Linked DNA regions of Zea mays: all the other regions are linked to region 3. The links are chromatin contacts, called in public Hi-C maps. All regions are on one chromosome and are shown on one strand. The core of a region is the stretch at or near the end of the contact, and the rest is flanking DNA. Distances in the headings are between cores, read along the strand shown.

Region 1 (4,852 bases), core at 1,577-4,076, 480 kb after region 3:
CATGGAATTTGCTGAAGTCATCCACCGTGTAGATCTAGGAATCGAACACAAAAGCTAGACACACCAAGAATGTGACATCGATCCTAAGGTCCATTGGGCTTATGACCGTCCTTTCGTTGAAAGCTTCTACCTAACACACCAGTTATCGATGTATCATGATTGTCAATCCTGTTATGGGATTACCAAAGTAGAAATCGATGGAGCTCATCGTAGGGCAAACTCGATGTGAACATAAAGAAAACACTAGTGAAGCCAGGATAGCCACACGTCGGTGATGCCCTACATGCCGGTGAGGAGAATAAACTGTGGCTATGATTTTTGCTATACCTTAAGCACACAATGATCACCACAACATAATTTTACCATAACTGGACCATAGGAGATGTAGCTTAATTTAATTATAAAAACATATATCTAAATCTATACCAAAAACTTTGTATTACAGAATACTATATCATATGTTCATTCTATAGACTCACGTGGAGTTTAATAAAATTGATTTTTCTATGATTTACTATGAGTTTTCAATGATTTAGACAAAATAAAAAAACACCAAGGTGGAGAACCATCCTGGAAAACAGTTAGAAATATCATGTGCCCTATTTTGAAAATAAGAGAGTAAATATATATCTAATTATATTGTTGAGAGATATCTTTTCGCTATAATTGAAGGAGGTGATATATATATATATAGTTTATATATTAGGAGCCCTGGGCTTCCAATAACTAGAGGAAGCCCAGGTCGGACGGTGCAATCCGGTCGAGCCGGACCACATCCGGACGTCTATAAAATAGGACCCGGAGTGCTAGGGTTCAGTTTTTTACGCTCCACCCCGATTCATTAGCGACGCCGTGTGCGACGACGGCGGTTGCCCCAGAGCGTGCGCGGCGGTGGACCCCCAGCCGGTGGCTGCAACTCCATGACCTCGACGCGCGGTGGCGGAGGTTCCTCGATCCAGAGTAGTGGCAGCGGTTCCCAGGTCGGTGGCGGCGGCTCCCCGATCCGGAGGGCGAGCGACAGCGGGGCCCTTGTGCGGGCAACCGGCGGCGTCCCCGAGGTCCCGAGGAGGCGGCACTTCCAAGGCCGGCGAGCAAGCGACGCCCGTCGACGTGCGAGTAGCGACGACGACGCATGAGGCGCGATGTTCGAGCGAGCGGCGTCACGGAAGGCCCGAGATGCACGCAGCGATGATCGCGCGTGACATCCTCCGATCCGGCGCAGTTTTCTTTTCGATTATTGTGTTTTATGCCTACCACATGTATTATTTACGCCAAAAACTGTACGATTTTATGCTTAAACATGGAGTTCGTATATCAGTTTACTGCATGCACATTGGAAAGACAATTTCTTGATTTATGTTGTTCGTAATTTGCGTGCATGCAATGGAAGCTCCCACGATTTTTGCCATAATTTTTGGATCTGTATAAAAATAGAAACCGCATGCATGCGGCTGCCATGTTTTCGGATCTGTCATAAAAATAGGATAGTAATAACAACCTACTAGAGCTATCAACCTCTCACATTGACTCGGTATTTACGCTTATAATTGAGGGATTTTATGCTCAAAACTTAAGGTTTTTACGCTCCACCGAAGATACATCCACCAGTGAACAACATGCCAGATTTTTTAAGCAGTATACCGAATTGCATAATTATCTACAATGACATATTTAGTATCAGTATATATCATAAAATGGTCATTACGAGTCTAGCTGCATAGCTGTTGCAGCGATCCTAAATTTATGGAGGAAATAAAGCATTTAACATAGAACCCGCCACACATATCTTTCCTAAATTTACGCGCATGCAAGAGAACGTGTTTGACTCATGCATGCATTTTGCCATAATTTTTGGATCTGTATAACCGCATGCATGCGGCTGCCATATTTTTCGGATCTGCCATAAAAATAGGATCGTAATAACAACCTACTAGAGCTATCAACCTCTCACATTGACTCGGTATTTACGCTTATAATGGAAGGATTTTATGCTCAAAACTTAAGGTTATTACGCTCCAACCCGGAGATGCGTCCACCAGTGAACAACATGCCAGATTTTTTACGCAGTGTAACGAATTGCATAAATAGCTACACCATATAGTATAATTTGTACCAATATATATCATAAACTAGATATAATGTGTTTAGCTGCATGGCTGTTGGAGGGATCCTATATTTATGAAGGAAATAAAACATTAAATACGAATTTTTGTTTCTATGCGTGTAATTCATTTCCTTTCATTACACATTATTTTCATCATAAATTCGTGTGCATGCAGGTGGTAACAGATTTTTACGCAGTATACCGAATTGCATAATTATCTACACAGGGTAGCATATTTAATAGCAGTATATATCATAAAATGGTCCTTACGAGTCTAGTTGCATGGCTGTTGCAGCGATCCTAAATTTATGGAGGAAATAAAATATTTAAAAATACAAACCGCCGTACATATCTTTCCTAAATTTATGCGCATGCAAGTGACGTGTTTGACTTTGACTCATGCATGCATTCTTTTTTGCGCGCACAGACGTGGGCGCGGGTGGTGCAACCGACAGCCTGGTCTAGTCGGTGCGCTGGGTTGAACCAGGTTGCAGGGATGATCGACCTGAGCTTCCTTTAACTATTAGAAACCCATGGCTCCCGTTATATCTGCTCTATATATATATATTTTCTTTTTTGATTGAAGGACCGAACAACAAGAGAGACACCCCAGAAGCTTAAGATATCCTCCTCCTACAGGCCATGGCCCATATTACATGCTTCCTACGCAGGCCCACGAGAAACGCAGAGAAGAGATTAGTGAAACTGGAGGCGGGGCCCTGAAATAATTTGGCGGGAGAATCCCCTTCCATCTGATCAGTCCGGCGTTTTCCTTCCTCTCGGCCCTTGACGGAAAATTCGGGTGGAAAAAGGGAAAAAAGTCAGGCGTCGGGTCCTCAGTCGTAGCGGCGGCGATGGCGCGCGGCGGCGGGGGGCGGTCGAAGAAGGAGGATGAGGAGGAGCTGCGGGGGGCGAAGCGCGGTTACAAGGAGGCGTCGGCGGAGGGTAATCGGGAGGAGGAGGCGCGCTGGGCTAACGTCATCGGCGACATCTACAAGCGCCGCTGCGAGTACGTCGAGGCCCTCCGGTGGCTTCGGGCGGACTACGAGGTCTCCGTAAAGCACCTCCCGCAGCGGCACCTCCTCCCCTCCTGTCAGTCGCTCGGCGAGGTCTACCTCCGCCTCGGCCGCTTCTCGGAGGCGCTCACCTACCAGGTCACTACTCACTCCTCAGATTCCACCATCCATCTCGCTTACTTGCCTACCGAATACCGACCATGGTTTCAGATGTTTTAAACGACAGGAGGTGTGCTATGCAGTATAACGCTAATGCATTCCCACTCGCAGTTGTAATTTCGGTGCTGAATTTATGAATTTTTAACCATTTGGTGGACTATTGATCTGGGCATGCATTTGGACTGCAGTGTAGGGTTCGATTATTCTCAAATTATGTTATTAGGCACTGTATATATATACAATTGAATACCAGCTGTGGTGTGGACTTTCTGGTAGTGCATCTGTCTTATATGATAATATATTCTTTCAAAGGTCTGATATTTAGTGATGTATATGTGACCCTTGGCTTGCAGTGTTGGGTTTAGGCACATGTTAATTGTTTTAGTTTTTTCACACGCTTATTGACCTTGGATAGTTGGATTACATTACATTATCTACCTCCGATCTTTTTTATTCGTCGTTTGTTAGTGTAAAATTCAACTATCCAGCGACAAATAAAAAAAATGGAGGGAGTATTACTGATCATGCTGTATCTACCCTGTCACAGTGCATGTACATTTATCAAGATATGGTCATTAGGTGATTTGGTCACTGCCTCCGGTGTTAAATGCTAACCTCTTGTTATAATTGAGATGCTAAGAATTAGAATAATACTCAGACCTCATTTCATACATTTTGCTGATTCTGCTACATGAACTCAAACTTCCATTTACCTTGATGTTTGTTGGCTTGACAGAAGAAGCATCTACAGCTCGCAAAGGAGTCTGATGACCTTGTTGAGCAGCAGCGAGCTACCACACAGCTTGGGAGAACATACCATGAAATCCTTCTAAGATCTGAAAATGACCATAGTGCCATAAGGAATGCAAAAAAGTACTTTAAATCTTCGATGAAGCTGGCAAGGATTCTAAAGGAGAGATCCCCTTCCCAAAAGTCGGACTTTCTAAAAGAACTTATTGATGCGTACAATAATATGGGCATGCTTGAGCTGGAACTTGATAATTTTGAAGAAGCTGAGAAACTACTTATCCAGGGCCTGAAGATATGCGACGACGAAGAGGTAGATTCGTATGATGATGCTCGCACTAGGCTCCATCATAATCTCGGAAATGTTTATACTGAACTACAGAATTGGAAAAAAGCCAGGGGGCACATTGAGAAGGACATAGAGATATGTAGAAAAATACGCCATCTTCAAGGTGAGGCAAAAGGATTCATAAATCTGGGGGAGTTACATTATCGAGTTCAGAAGTATGACAATGCAAAACTTTGTTACAATAAAGCTCTTGAAGTAGCAAGATCCTTGGAAGATGAGGATGCTCTAATTGAACAAATTCACCAGAATATTGAAACTGTTACGAAAGCAGTTGAAGTATTTGAGCAGTTGAAGGAGGATGAACTGAAGCTAAAAAAACTTATCCGGGACACTTCTAATGCTCGTGGAACATCTAAAGAGAGAAAACTCCTACTTGATCAGCATGCATGGCTGGATAGTCTTATTGAGAAGGCCAGGATGATATGTGCATGGCAAAAAGTAAGCGGACCGCACGGTAACTAGTACCAGATTTTTATT
Region 2 (4,341 bases), core at 1,677-4,176, 300 kb after region 3:
GCGAGCCGGTGATGTGTCCGCCATAAAAAGGGGGCCTCGGGCGAGACGGAAGTCTCTCGAGGTCGGCTGCCCTTGGCCGAGGCTAGGCTCGGGTGAAGCATGATCGAGTCACTCGTGTGGACTGATCCCTGACTTAATCGTACCCATCAGGCCTTTGCAGCTTTATGCTGATGGGGGTTACCAGCTGAGAATTAGGCGTCTTGAGGGTACCCCTAATTATGGTCCCCGACACATCTCCTGATTAACATCTAGTGGCTGCAGTGCAGCCCCTGGTGCAGCTGTCTTCTTCGGCGGTATGACGAAGGTTGATGCTTACCGAAGGTGGTCGAATGAGTTCACCGAAGGTGGGCGCCAATGTTGGTCACTTGTTCTCAAATGCTATGAATCAAGAACAAGGCAACACAAGTGTTAATGGTTAAAGGCCTTCGTCCTTCGAAGCATTATCTCCCATAGGTTATAATGATCTTCGGACGAAGGTCATGAAAGGCATACCTTTATCATTTTGGTAAACAAGTATGTAAACAAAGATATATAACACGCAGAAGAATATGAATAATCATTTCGAATCATTAGACTATTTACATATTTATTTATCTTGTAAGCATAAGCAATCATCAACAATATTCAAATTATATTTGTACCTTCGTCTTAACAGAAAGCAATAAGGTGAGAGTGACGCAAGAGTGATTACAAGTCAGCATAAACAGTACGGTGTTACTGTTCATCTATTTATAGGCACAGGGCGCAGCCTGTGAAAAATTACATTCATGTCCTTGACATTTACTGTTAGACAAAAGGTAAAATGTCAAGGACTGAGCAGTCTTTTCCCCTTTAAGTCGATTCCATTCTCCATCACCGTCCCTGTGCTAAGCCGAAGCTTCTTCATCCACAGCTTCGGAGCTAGTTTGTCCTTCTTCCAGATTGCGCTTTTCATACCATGCATGACTTTATCTCAAAGCTGAAGCTTCCTGTAACAGTATATTATACTGGAAAACATGTTAGTTGTGTTTTGAGGACCTTCGGAAGATGATGGCCCCCAACACATACTAACAAGGTGGATCTTATTTCTCGGAAGCCTGTCTCGAAAGAACCTCTAAGTTAAGCGTGCTTGACTTGGAGCAATTCGGGATGGGTGACCGATCGGGAAGTTTTCTCGGATACGCATGAGTGAGAACAAAGTGCGTATAAAATAACTGTGTTGATCTGTGAGGACAATATATGATACTAGAGAGCTGCCAGGAGTAAGTACCTTCGGCCCAGGAATTGAACGTTGTGTTACATTATATGGCCCAATCCGGCCCGCTCACACGAGGATTCAGCCTTCTCACGCTCTGAGCCCACGGGCGCTCCATCTCCTGGTTCGACGAAGCCGCACTCTCCCCATTGTCCTCTTCGTTGGCCTGTAATCCTTGCTCTTTGCTGACACCATCTAGTCGACAGCGATCACAGCTATAGATGTCCAAAAAGCACGTGGCCCGTTAGCCCGGCACGAAGCACGTGTTTTTAGCACGACACGAGCCCGGCACGGCACAGTTTGAAGCGGGCCCGGGCTGAGCCCGGCCCGTAGAGCGTGTCGGGCTCGACAGACATTTGAGCCAGTTGGGCTAGCCCGGGCATGGCCCGTTATCGGTCGGGCCTTTAAACCGGCCCGTTCAAAAACTCAGGTACCGTACTGGGCTGCCATACGTGATGCCCGAACGGCCCACTTTGTCCTAACCCTAAGCAGCCCACACCGCAGCCACCGTCTGTATAAATCGTGCGCGTCCGGCGCCCTAACCCTAACCTAACACACTCTCGCTCCTGCGTCCTGCCTCTCCGTGCGGCGGCGGCGCTCCCTGCTCTCGATCTCGATGCGGCGCTCCCTCCCTCCTTCGGGCCTCGGCGCGGCGCTCCATGCTCCCTCCTCTCGGCGCGGGCCGTGGGCTCCCTCCCCTCGGCGCGGTGCTCCGCGCTCCCTGCTTTCGGCGCGGCGGCGGCGCTCCCTCCTCTCGGGCCTCGGCGCGGCTCTCCCTGCTCCCTCCTCTCGGCGCGGGCCGCGGGCTCCCTCCTCTCGACGCGGCGGCGGCGCTCCCTCCTCTCGGGCCTCGGCTGTGGTGCTCCCTCCCTCCTCTCGGGCATCGACGCGGCGCTCCCTCCCTGCTCTCGGCTCGGCTGCTCCCTCCCTGCTCTCGGCGCGGCGGGCTCCCTGCTCTCTGCTCGGCTGCTTCCTCCCTGCTCTCGGCGCAGCGGGCTCCCTGCTCTCTGCTCGGCTGCTCCCTCCTCCAGGCAGCTCCGGCGGTTGTGTGATTTGCGGGCTCGAGCTGGCCCGGGCTGCTAAATGGGCCGTGCTATTCGGGCCAGCCCGGCACGGTCGGGCCTCCACCGTGCCGTGCTCGGGTAGCTATTTGGGCACGTCGGGCGGCCCGGCCCGGCACGGTTAAGTGATCGGGCTTAACCGTGCCGGGCTCAAACGGGTCGGGCCAAGTCGTGCTCGGGCTGGGCCGGGCCGTGCCGCCCATTTGGACATCTATCTAGCACCGAGTCGGGAGCCACAACACAATGACCTTAGCAATCCGTGAATAAACTATAACCAAACACCACAACAAACACACCAGATAGATCATAGATGTGATGAGTCAATGATTTTTTTTGGATGAAACGCCCGCAACTGACTTGATGAGGGTTTACAATTTCGGACAGAAATTTCCAAAATTTCTGAAATTTTCTGAAATTTTCTTGATTTCGGTGGGGTCCGAAAAAATATGTTTCCGAAATTAATATTTTTAATTTAAGTTATATCATTTTTTGTTTTAAAAATACTAAATCTATTTAATTTTGACCGAAAATTCCCGAAATTTCGGAAATTTTCTATTTTTCGCGATTTCTTTTTCGAAATCGTAAACGCTCCTCAAACTCAAGCCTCCCTCCCTGCCTGCTCATCCGTGCTCAGTGCTCACTCGCCTATGATTCTCCCGTCCCCTTCTCCTCCTCCCATCCCCCTCGAATCAACCAGCAGCGCGATTCGGACCGAAACGAAACGAACCAACTAACTCGCCACCCTCCAAAGCCGCAGCCCCAATCCCACCGCCGGCCAGGCAAGCTGAGCGCGCCCCGCGCCATGTCAGCCATGTCGTCGTCGTTCATAGCGCGGGAGTCGTCTCGAGCGGGCGAGCAACCGCAGCGCGACGAGGTGGTCGTGTTCCATCCCCGCCCGTGGGTGGCACTCTCCTTCATCCCCGTCGTCCTCGGCGCCAACGACAAGCGGGCATGGATGCTCGCGCCCGGTGCCTGCGACATCCTTCTCGACCTCCAGCCCCCGCAGGTCGGCGCCTCCTACCTGGTCCTGCCCGAGCGCCCCTTCATGGTCATGTCCGCTTGCTCCGACCGCCTCCTCTTCATGGGGGTTACAGCGAAGGTATGCTTCCACACACTGGTTCACACGCTCGGTCTGACCGTCCGACTGAGGATGATAGGCGCTGCTCATTAGCTCTATTGCAGGAAGAAGTAATGGGAAGTGCTGGAAGAAGGGAAACCAGAAAAGGAGAAGTGGTGGTATATTCTAAGGCTCCCATGAGAATGCCTCCTATGGCTGGACAGTCAAGTTCCCTGTTAACAGGTCGAAACCCAGTGATCCCTGACGATCGACGTAAACCACTAGTAGGCAACAGTCGGGTGGGTGACCAAAAGCTTACAGCCTTGAAGAATTATAGAAGGGCAAGGGGCCTTTGTTTCAAATGTGGGGAAAATGGAATCCTAGCCACAGTTGTTCTAACAGTGTACCACTGCATGTAGTGGAGGAAATGTGGGCTGTTGTGTCTCATGGTGAAGAAGATGAAAAGTCCGAGGAAACAGATGATTCTCCAGAAAAGGTTGTTGAGGAGGAGGTGTTAGCTATTTCTGAAGCAGCAGTACATGGTGGTGAGCATAACAAGACCATCAAATTGTGGGCTTATATTCAGGGATGCCAGATGTTGGTGTTGGTTGATTCTGGAAGCTCGGGTAGTTTCATGAGTAACCACTTTATTGAGGTAGTAAAAGGGGTTCAGAAACTGCCACATCCGCTTCAGGTGAAGGTGGCTGATGGTAATACCTTGTGGAGTGAATATTGGGTACCTGATTGTCCCTGGTTATGTAATGGCATCAATTTCTACGCTGATTTTAAATTTTTACCACTGGCCGGTTATGACATTGTGTTAGGAATGGACTGGCTGGAAAAATTTAACCCCATGTCCATACACTGGATGGATAAGTGGATGGAGTTTGAATATCAAGGTAAGGTAGTTCAGCTGCAAGGGGTGAGACCCAAATTACAGTCATGTACTCTTCTGTCTAGTATCCAATTAACTGGACTAATCAGACAAG
Region 3 (4,395 bases), core at 1,027-3,526:
CAGGCATACTCGGAAGATTGTAACTTCCATGAGTGTTATGCAAGCCTTTGAAAATGTCAGGAAAACAAACCTTACTTAATGTCTGCCATGTAGTATAAATGAACTAACAAAAGTTTTTGTATTATATATATGCTCACCAGAATGATGAAAACCTGGAATTGATCCAGATTGACCCGAAAAGGATGCTGTAAATGGCCTTCCAGCTGAGTCTGAAAGATTTGATGCCGAACTATTAAGGTTTGACTGCCAAGGAAAAAATGAGTTAGTAAAAAATAAACATAATATTGAGTTAAGACTGCAAACCATATTGAGATAAGCAGGCCCCTAAAGACGTTTGAGTAGGAGATAGTCATCAAAGAGTTCAAGATGTAATACTCATTTGTTGTCCACAAAAAAAAGGAGTGTACAAACAAGCAAATGACCTACCAGATCACAACAAAACAATACATCTTCCCTGATTTAACTGTTGGTACAGTCTCAGTGCACAAACTTTACTGCCACCTAATACAAGTACCGTATATCAAACATTTTTTTTCTCGAACGCGCAGGAGAACTGTGCATCATTATATTGAAAGAGAGAAAGGTCCGAAGTGGACCACAGTACAATGCCATAACAGGCAAAAAGACATAGGGAGTATATCAAACATTAAAAATATGGCTGTCTAACAGTGCCCAAATTTGACTTCACCTAATATAAGTAACATATATCGAACATTACAAATATTGTTGTGACAACTGGCAATGTAGTTTTGATGATGATTCCATTCATATAACTCTTGCATGAAATCTCTAAAAAGATTTGTCTGCTGACGACTAAAGTTGTAGAAATTTATCTTTCACCAAAGAAAAACATCCATTCTAGACCCAATGTGGTAAACAAATGGAAAGAATATAAATACATAATGGGCAGACCAAGTGCTGGAGGGTCCCGCATGAGTGGGGTCTGAAAAAGGGGTAAATCGAAGCAATCCTTCCCCCACAAATGCGGAGGCTGCTTCAAACACATGACCTAGTGACTCAGTGATACAGCTCTCACCACTACACCAGGCCTGCCTTTCAACATGAATACATAATGGTGGCAAGAAAACCCAATGGCAAGTATACTTGTGCAAGTACATACGTTCAGCAAGCCCGACATTTTGAAGACAACAAAAGAATCGGTGACTCAAGAGAAAATGAAGATTATCCACAAAAAATGCATGATACAGCAAACCCTTCCAACCTGAAACAGAAAAAAAGGATACATTTATAAGTAGTCGGTACAGTAAGGGAATCCTTTGAAAAAGAAAAGTACCTTTTATTAAAACGATTTGAACAACATATAACAAGTGCAGCAATGAAAATGAAAGGCAGACATTATATTCAAGTTAATCCATAGATCAGTTGGTTGTTACATATCTGTCATTCAGTTCAAATGACATGACAACAACAAATCTGTTTAGTCTCAAGCAAGTTGGGGAGAGCTAGAGATGAGAACCATCAAGCCACATCAGCAAAAAGAAAATTCATAAAAATATATAAAAGGGTCACTTAAAAACGACAGGAAATATTAAGCTAGAAGGCAACCGTTCGAAAATTAAGTAGCTACAATTCTCACAATTACTGCAGAAATTTTAAATACTAAGAGATTAGTCAGGCCAACCTTACAATAGGAAACAGACCATGTGCCAGCACAATATGGAAACATGCCTATTCTTCTAAACACCGCTAAACATGTAGAAGGGTTATCTGTGTGATAAACCACTGGGTTATTTGGTTAGACTAGTGCATTCCAGAATAACCTGATCAGCGCAAAGCACGACAGCAGCAACATTTCATATGAGAGCTGACGCTGAAACTACCGAACCGTAGAATATAATCCCACACGATCAATTCTTCGCAGGTACGAGCACACAAATCTCCGCGACCTAACACAGGAAAACAAAGAAAAATTCCAGCGAACATATAACACGATCCCACTCCACATCGGCAATCGCTGGATGAACGAAAAGAAACACACGTAGAAAAGGATCGAAGGACGCAAAAAGGCGGCAGGGAAGTCGTATGGGAGCGGGATCGCGGGGTACGTGTCGGGAAATTAGGGCAAACCATGGGCACGGGGCATCCTTACCGAGGGGAGGCCGTGCCTGTCACGCGGGAGGGGGGGAGATCGGGTTCGGCGGCGGCGGCGGCCGCCGCGCTCGGCGGATCAAGGGGGAGGCGGGGAGCGTCGGGAGAGGGCGAGACGTTCGGCGTCTGGCCGTCGGCGAGGGCGAGGGGAATCGAAAGTCGAAACTGACGCGGATAGACGACGGGGAAGGGAAGCTGAGGCCGGAGGGGAGAAGGGACAAGGACAAGTGGGCTTTGATCCGTTACAGATGAATGGAACAGGTTGGAGGATGGGCTGCGCGGGCTGAGTGGGCCGGTATGGATTTCTTTCGAGGCGGGGTCGAGGGATAAAATGGGTCTGATCTGGACGGCTGTCAGTGTGTGTCAGATCAAGAGCATCTCTGAAAGTCACATTATTATATTTCAACTTTCAGGCCACTTTTAAATGTATTATTCTCACAACACAAAAATAAAAAATGCATGATTAGATTTGTATATAACTTAAAATCCTATATAATTTCAAAATGCAGAAAATTTCTATTTCGACCTTTGGATGCAAAAAATCGCAATAATTGCATGAGAGATATACATCTCTACTACTTATTAAGGCGGTAAGGGTAGCCTGTCGTTCTGCCATTTTGCGATCTCAACCATCCAGTCTACCATTCTATAATCTCAGTCGTACGATCCTACATTTCAGTCTCGTTCCCTGATCCCACACAACGGTGCCGCTCCTAGATCGCGCCCCGAAACCGTCGCCCCCGGCCTCCCCTCCCCCGGTTCTGGCTGGCCACGAACTCCGCCCCCCTGCCCCTACCCCGATTATGCCGCCGTCGTCCGATCCCACCCGCATACGCTGCTCCCCGCCTCGAGGCTCGTCGGAACGGACGCCTGGATGTCGCGGCTGCAACCCACCGTCGCGCAGGGAGGCTCCGCAACCCGCAACCCAGAGGATGCACGGAGGCCGGAGGGCATGGGGGAATTCTTGTTGAGGTCTATGCATCAACATCTTCTTCAAGGTACACCGCCGCCATCCCAATCCCTACCCCCAGATTGAGCCAGTACCCCTTTTTCCTTCTCTGAATCTCACCCTCTGCTTCCTTCGTTCGATGTCACGCCATCAGTGCACAAGCACCAGCACAATGGCGGTGACCTTGCCCTTGCCACTGTCCGTGGTTGGTTGAGTGAGTGAGTAGCTTTGGTGTTGGATTAATGTGGGCTTGGCCCAAATTAATATTCAATAATAGTCAATGCTAATGGCCCACTTTAATGCTATGGTGTACTAATTATTTAGTACCATATTGGAAGTTCAAAGGACAAATCAATCAACTTAAATAGGTGGACCATTGGTGCATCTATTGAGAAGTTGAGAAAAGGATGAAGGACTGCCACACGCGCGTGCGCGCGCCGCCGCCGCCGGCCGGGCCGTGGCCCCGTGGCCGTGGCCGTGGCCGTGGCTGTGGCCGTGGTAGATCGGACCTTGGTCCGAATATTCCTTTCAAACGGTTTCGCATTTTGCCTGGAGCGATGACCGTCATGATAACCGACGTCAGTTACTGTCGTCAGTTTCCAGTTCTAATGCGCGACCGTTTCTGTCCGTTGTTCTTCTCCCTCCTTCTGACCGCCTATAAGAATAGAGAGGGAGGGCTCTTCCAGTCATGCGAATTATCTCACGCGAATTGCAAACAATACATTCCCGTCCCATCTTCTGCGAGCACAGAGAGAGTGGGAGAGCAGGCCTCCGAAATCACCGACCGCAGAGAGATACACTTGCACGGGTGTGCGGGCGATCAGATTTTTGGGGAGCGTCTTCGCGACTGCTCGCGTGACCTGTTTGTCCAGCTGCTTCGTTCACAGCTTGCTGTTCGTCGCCTTCCCGAGTTGACGCGTGCTGCTGTTCTTCTTCCCGGCGACCGTTCGAGAGACTGCACAGCGTACATCTTCCTGCACCGACTTCGTATGGTTACATCGAACAAACACACGAGATGTCTCGTGTGAATGGAGCCACTGATGCCTTGAGCATCAGTCCCTCCGCTGGGTACACTCTGTTCTTCGTATTTGTGCATGTTTCATTGCTGTTTACTGCTTATGCGAGTAGTTATACACACATGCACATACATGTCATCACATATATCACACTGTTTTTCTGGATTAAATTATAACTAAAAATGCCTAACTTTCTAACAATCCAAAAATCTGATATTAGGCATTTTTCCGCTGGTGGTTTTGCTGCTGCGTTAAAACCAAGTGAACCTTTTGATGGGACGTTTTACAAGAGATGGCGTAGTAAGATGATACTGTGGTTGA

The links. Hi-C and Micro-C count contacts between places; a contact is called where the count stands out from the background.
Region 1: a contact with region 3 is called in a Hi-C map of leaf, with 2.4 times the contacts expected there. The contact joins the promoter of LOC103504718 here to the promoter of LOC100381661 in region 3. A contact is called at or near these places in 2 of 25 Hi-C or Micro-C datasets (both in leaf).
Region 2: a contact with region 3 is called in a Hi-C map of leaf, with 5 times the contacts expected there. The contact joins the promoter of LOC100276258 here to the promoter of LOC100381661 in region 3. A contact is called at or near these places in 2 of 25 Hi-C or Micro-C datasets (ear and leaf).

The regions. Positions count from the first base shown.
Region 1 is chr4:181,035,928-181,040,779 of Zm-B73-REFERENCE-NAM-5.0, reverse strand. It overlaps LOC103504718 (Protein TONSOKU), which reads left to right and starts at 2,826. Exons shown (of 20, transcript XM_008681025.2): 1 at 2,826-3,258; 2 at 4,016-4,813. The coding sequence starts at 2,959.
Region 2 is chr4:181,219,121-181,223,461 of Zm-B73-REFERENCE-NAM-5.0, reverse strand. It overlaps LOC100276258, which reads left to right and starts at 2,926. Exons shown (of 2, transcript XM_020552740.2): 1 at 2,926-3,383. The coding sequence starts at 3,098.
Region 3 is chr4:181,519,602-181,523,996 of Zm-B73-REFERENCE-NAM-5.0, reverse strand. LOC100381661 reads right to left here and starts at 2,276. Exons shown (of 15, transcript NM_001318231.1): 1 at 2,111-2,276; 2 at 1,121-1,222; 3 at 138-243; 4 at 1-45. The coding sequence starts at 1,138.